2 separate regions of the Sparus aurata genome follow, and region 2 is linked to region 1. The links are chromatin contacts, called in public Hi-C maps. All regions are on one chromosome and are shown on one strand. Each heading gives the region's core, a stretch centred on a gene start, on an enhancer-like site or on the middle of the called end of the contact. The rest is flanking DNA. Distances are from core to core; before and after follow the strand shown.

Region 1 (2,700 bases), core at 117-2,616:
AATCTCAAATTTAAAAACACCAATGAAAGGGTGGGAATATACAGTAACAAGAGGTCCAATCACAAACAGGTCGAGACACACAACAAAAGGCAACTCTAGATTATTGATTATCAGCCCTGGTTGATTATGGGGGCTGAGATTCATGTGCCATTATCTAGCTGTATACTGCAGGATTTAACCATAATTATAAGCACTCTTGTCGACGGGTATGGACAGATTTCCTCTGGCATGCATCAGTCTTTAATAAAGCAAATCCATTAGAGGAAATTGTTAGAATAGAAGCATACTTACGGGCTTCATTCACAGGCACCGATCTGGCTGAAAAGCAAAAGAAATACATGCATCTTTGAGAACACTTTCATCTGAAATGGACACATAAAAAGGGCAGCTCCGTGGGAAAATCCAGCACGAAACCCTCATAACATAGAACAACAATGAACCATATTTGGTTTCTGAGCCTCCAGGCGACACTGCCACAAAACAACCCCTCACAATGAATGGATTAAAAAGACCTCAGGTTTCCTTTACAACAAGACAAATCTTAAATGGCCGCTTGGTTTCGTTTTTTGAGAAAACACTTGGTACTCACACATCACACTGCCCAGTTTAAAATCCGTGTTGATCTCCAGCAGCTGGAAAGCCAGAAAGACAGCCAGGAGGAACGCAAAGATGAGCGCTGCCAACTTCAAAATACCTGAAGAGAGAAGAGAGGTAGATGAAGCTGTCAGGCGCCATTTATCATATTGTAAACAGCACATTCGCACAATAATTGCTCGGTATCTTAAGGAACATGTGCTTACCGCCGGCCCGAAGCATCATTGCGAGCCTCCAGCCCCTTCTCTCCAAGCTAACACCCTGTCAGGACAAAACAAAACAAACAAATGCTAGCAGCCAGCTCAGGTTGACTTTCGGTGACGACGCGTTAGCTTGCTAATAACGGTTTACATGGCGCTAAAAGCTAACACCACAGAAAGTTAGTCAAGTGTTTTAACCTCACTTTAGCTTTCGCTGAATTAGCTGTCACAGGGAATTCAACTGTTATAATGCATTTATTCTCAGTTAAGTGCCGGTATTACTGCCTGGAGGCGACGTTTTGGCAAGCTAACTGGCGTCAAGTGTGAAAACTGACGTTGACTCGTACACCGTTACTTCCTCTTCTCTGCCTATCTTTGCTCCGGGAATTCAGTGATAGAAATAACGGGGAAGAAGTTGAAGAAGGATGTAAAGACCTTGTTTAACTTACCCGTTCAGTCGCTATGATAACCACCTGCACCGGCTGTGGCCGACGGTGTCCCGGACTGGAGAGATCTGTGGGATGACAGCTGAAATAGACTGTTAAACGGGGGAGGTGGGCAGGAGGTGAGATGCTCCACTCTGTCGGAGAAATCGAAGACGAACGAGTGGGGGGAATTATTATTTCTTCTTTCAATAAATATTTATTTTCAGCCGAGGTTGTCCGCCATTAAAAGATAAAATCCCCATGTTCTCAGTTGAAATCAACAAGAATATATTCAACATTTGCAAAAACATTAATAAATACAATGACAGTAACACAAAGATGATGAAAACAACACTTCCTTGACAGCAATATCTCATTCATTAAACAGGAGGGGAAAGGGGTGATTTCAGCTTTTATTTAATTAGTTTTGTAGTTTGTATCACTAATACAACAAAAAATCACAGTTCACAGTGTAAAATGTTGCAATGTAGGCTCTCAAAATTATAAATACATGACCACATATTATACAAATTAACATGTTTCAAAAGCAGATTCACAGAAAACAGTTATTATAAACAACAATTTCATTATTATTATTATTATCAATACAACATACATTTTAACTCTGTGTCATCACTGTGTCATCCAAAATAATCCCATGAAATGCTTCTGAAATGTAAAATTTTCTTACACTCTTACACTCTAAAAATGACAATGAAGGAAAAGGTTATTACTAATATTTGGTTCTTAAAACAATGATCTCTACATGTTTAAGCCCATTTAATTTCTTTTTTTAACCTGAGACTCAAGTGCCATGTCATATTCAACCATATAACACAGTTCTGATACGACCATTGTGGTGGTGGTAGTAGTAGTAGTGGTGGTGATTTTTTTTTTCAGGAGTAATACATCTTCTCAATAACATATCTTCGTTACACTCGCACCGACTTCCTCATTTTTCTTCTTCTCTGTTTAAATCGAGGCAGATTAGACACGTGACAGCACCGCCAGCGCCCTCTGGTGGACAGATGCTATAAAACGTTTATTGTGCATTTAACTTAACCCGAACACACACAGTACAAAGAACACGTGAGAATAAAATGCTGTATTTTGTTTTTTGTTGTTTTTAAAAATGCACATTTTCTGAATTTGTCTCGTTTGTTTTTCACATTGGACAGAGAGTAAAAAAAAGTGCTGCAACACAGAGTAAAACTAAAATAACAATAATTCAAAAAAAATAAAAAAAAAATACTGTACACATAAAAGCAAAGCAAAGCAATGAAATGACAGTCAGCTCAATAAATTAATACATTTTCATGCTTGTCGTTCAGATCCTCGTGAGTGCTCCGGTCCAAACATCAGAGATAAGTCCAACAAAGTCTTTTTTCAGGGCTGCTTCCGACCATGAATCTTTATTACATCCATTAAAATGTGTCATGTGTCATTCAATAAGATCCTGCAGAAAAAAAAAAGAAGAAAAC
Region 2 (2,700 bases), core at 180-2,679, 150 kb before region 1:
TGTCAGTCCTGCAGAACCAAACAGAGAAAACACTTCCTTTAATACTTCCATTTTTAAATAATAAACAAAACAATATCTCGTTATAAGTAACACATCAGTATTAGAACAGTTAGCATTCCCTTTGGAAAGCTTGTGAAATAATTAGCACGGAGGTGTTTATGACTACAGTACATTTGACGTGATGTTTTTTACTTACCGGGCTGCAAAATATATGAATGTCCAGAAACTGTGAGGAACACGAGCAGCAGTGTGAGCGCCTTCATTTTACCTGGTGACGGACACGAAGGACAATCAGACGAGAAGTTAAGATGAAGAGAAGGACAAGAACTTCAAAAAAATAAAAAATGTCTTAACCTGCTTGCCCTCCCAAAACAATCTATTTGGAGATCTGTTTCCAGTGATGGAATATAACTAAATACATTTACTCAAGTATTTATTTTATACTTCCACTTCCATGTTTTAATTTTTGCTCCACTACGTTGATTCGATAACTTATGTTTCCTGTTGCTTTGAAGATTTCATGCTGCATCATCAGAGCCAAAGTGAATCACAGCACGTTTAGATTAATGTATTTAAATCGGATAAATAATAATGATGATAACTTTATTTACCTAGCCCCTTTAAACGGATACAAAGAGCATCACAATAAAAGCATGTGACTTCAGTGGTAACTGCAAATATAAATATAAACAACTGAGTGTGAAATACGGGGAGATTAAATGAGTAAAATAATAAATCCATCAACCCACAGAAGACAGTATATGGATGCATGTTAATATATGCAAAATGCACTTTTAATTGTACTTTTGATACTGAAGTAGATCTAATATCAGATATTTTAAGACTTTTACATGAAAAATGTTCTGTCTGTCTCATCTTTACTTTCACTCAACTCCGACTTTTGATTACTTTTTCAACATTGCAGGTAGAAGATTTTTGGACTTTTATGAGTTTATTCACTGTTGGACGTCTCTGGACTCCAAACATAAGTAATGCCAACATATATTTATCTGAGGGTTAGTAATTTTTTTGCAAACAAAAGAAGCGTATATGAAGCATTTGTTCAGACAGATGATTCATATATTGTTATTTGATGTCATTGCACAGATTTTCTAGTCATGTCTGTTTTGTATATTTGTCGCCTTCCATCAAATTGTCCGAGCTCAGTTTGTGTCCAATGGAAGAATCACCACTTCAGTACTTTCCTACATATTTACATAATCATTGTATATAGATATGCAGCAGTGGGAACCTGTTGGAGCCCAAACAACAAGGAAGCTTGATGAGTTAGCATTTAAAGATCAGAGGCCAAACATATGAAAAGTTTCCCATAATCCAACAAAAGCCATCGTCCAATCAGCGCGATTCATGTTGCTTACCTGACGTGTTCGCGGCCTCCTTATATGTCAAAGCCGAGTTCCTGCATCTGTCAGGCTGATCCTGTTGACCTACACCTGCCTCTCTGTACAGACTGAGAGAGTCCAGAAGAGATGGGGCAACCTTTGAACCGCACACACCCCCACCACCACCACCACCCACCACCACCAGCAGCAATATATGACTTTAATGATCCATCTCAGCAGTCGTCTCTGCATGGAGAGTTTTCACACACACGCTCCGGCTGAGCCATAGTTAATGACTCCTCTGAGTGCCTTTATCTGCAGGAGGATTCTCACACTCACCCTCAACGCCAGAGGAATCTGGAGGATCAATAGCGGGAAAGCGGGGCGACTTCAGGGGGAGAGAGGTCAGAGGTGACGCCGGCTTTTTTACAGTGGCTTCTGTTTGCTCCGCTGTGGGGAGACATTAGCATCCCAGTGGTTATATGGCGGGCGACAAGTAGCGCCTGGAAACCGCTCGGCCTTTGACCCAGATGCTAATAATGTTCTGGACTTCAGGAAGTCTGTGGACTGCTGATGCTAATGAGGGACTTTGTAATAATGTGTTTAAGTTTAAGTTTGGTTGTGTTTTATTATGTTCCGGGCTTGTTTTTAAAGCCTAATGTAAGAAAAATGACTTTAATTGATCATGAATGCTAACTTTTTACAATTAGGTCACAACTTGTATCAGTATAAAAACATTCAGTGCATTTTACAGCTGTGGTATAAAACGAGGATTAAGATAATGATCATTTTAGTTTTAAGAATAACTGTAAAAACCTAATTTCTGCTGTTTGGCAAGAAAATAGCACATTTACAGTCTGTCTCCTGGTCTCACCGGACAAATACACTGCAAAAACTCAAAGTCTTTCCAAGTACATTTGTCTAATTTAGAGTCAAAACAACAGAGCGAGAGGCATTTCAGTGAAGTGAACAGAACTTGTTTAATCGGGACAGATTTTGACTATTCCAATGGCGAAAAGAAGCTAGAAACATCTAGTTATTGTTTTATTTTGACATTTTAATTCTTGTTTAATCTACTCTGTAGAGAAGACAAAACTTAAGAGAGGTATGTGTCTTTTCTTATTCCATCAAATGTCAGGGAATACAAAGAAACACTCATCAGCACACATTGGCCATGTTTCAGTAAAATGTCAGACACATTTGTTGACAGTGAATGAACTAGGCTACGTAAAGCGTGATTTTGTGAGAGGGTGACACAGTGGAGGCTACATCACGCCTGGATGTGGAAGCCAACAGAGGCCAGAGGTAAACAAACCAGGAGACAAACTGGAGAGAGCTCCTCAGGAAATCACTTCTG

The links. A called contact is a pair of places that touch in the nucleus more often than the background predicts.
Region 2: a contact with region 1 is called in a Hi-C map of an unstated tissue, with 8 times the contacts expected there. The contact joins the promoter of LOC115595282 here to the promoter of fam3c in region 1. A contact is called at or near these places in 2 of 2 Hi-C or Micro-C datasets (skeletal muscle and an unstated tissue).

Annotation. Positions count from the first base shown.
Region 1 is chr14:17,152,213-17,154,912 of fSpaAur1.1, reverse strand. It overlaps fam3c (FAM3 metabolism regulating signaling molecule C), which reads right to left and starts at 1,366. Exons shown (of 10, transcript XM_030440702.1): 1 at 1,244-1,366; 2 at 801-855; 3 at 590-694; 4 at 292-318. The coding sequence starts at 819. It overlaps LOC115595197 (sortilin), which reads right to left. Exons shown (of 21, transcript XM_030439361.1): 21 at 1,615-2,675. The coding sequence ends at 2,661.
Region 2 is chr14:17,306,781-17,309,480 of fSpaAur1.1, reverse strand. LOC115595282 (extracellular matrix protein 2) reads right to left here and starts at 1,429. Exons shown (of 4, transcript XM_030439533.1): 1 at 1,380-1,429; 2 at 197-268; 3 at 1-8. The coding sequence starts at 263.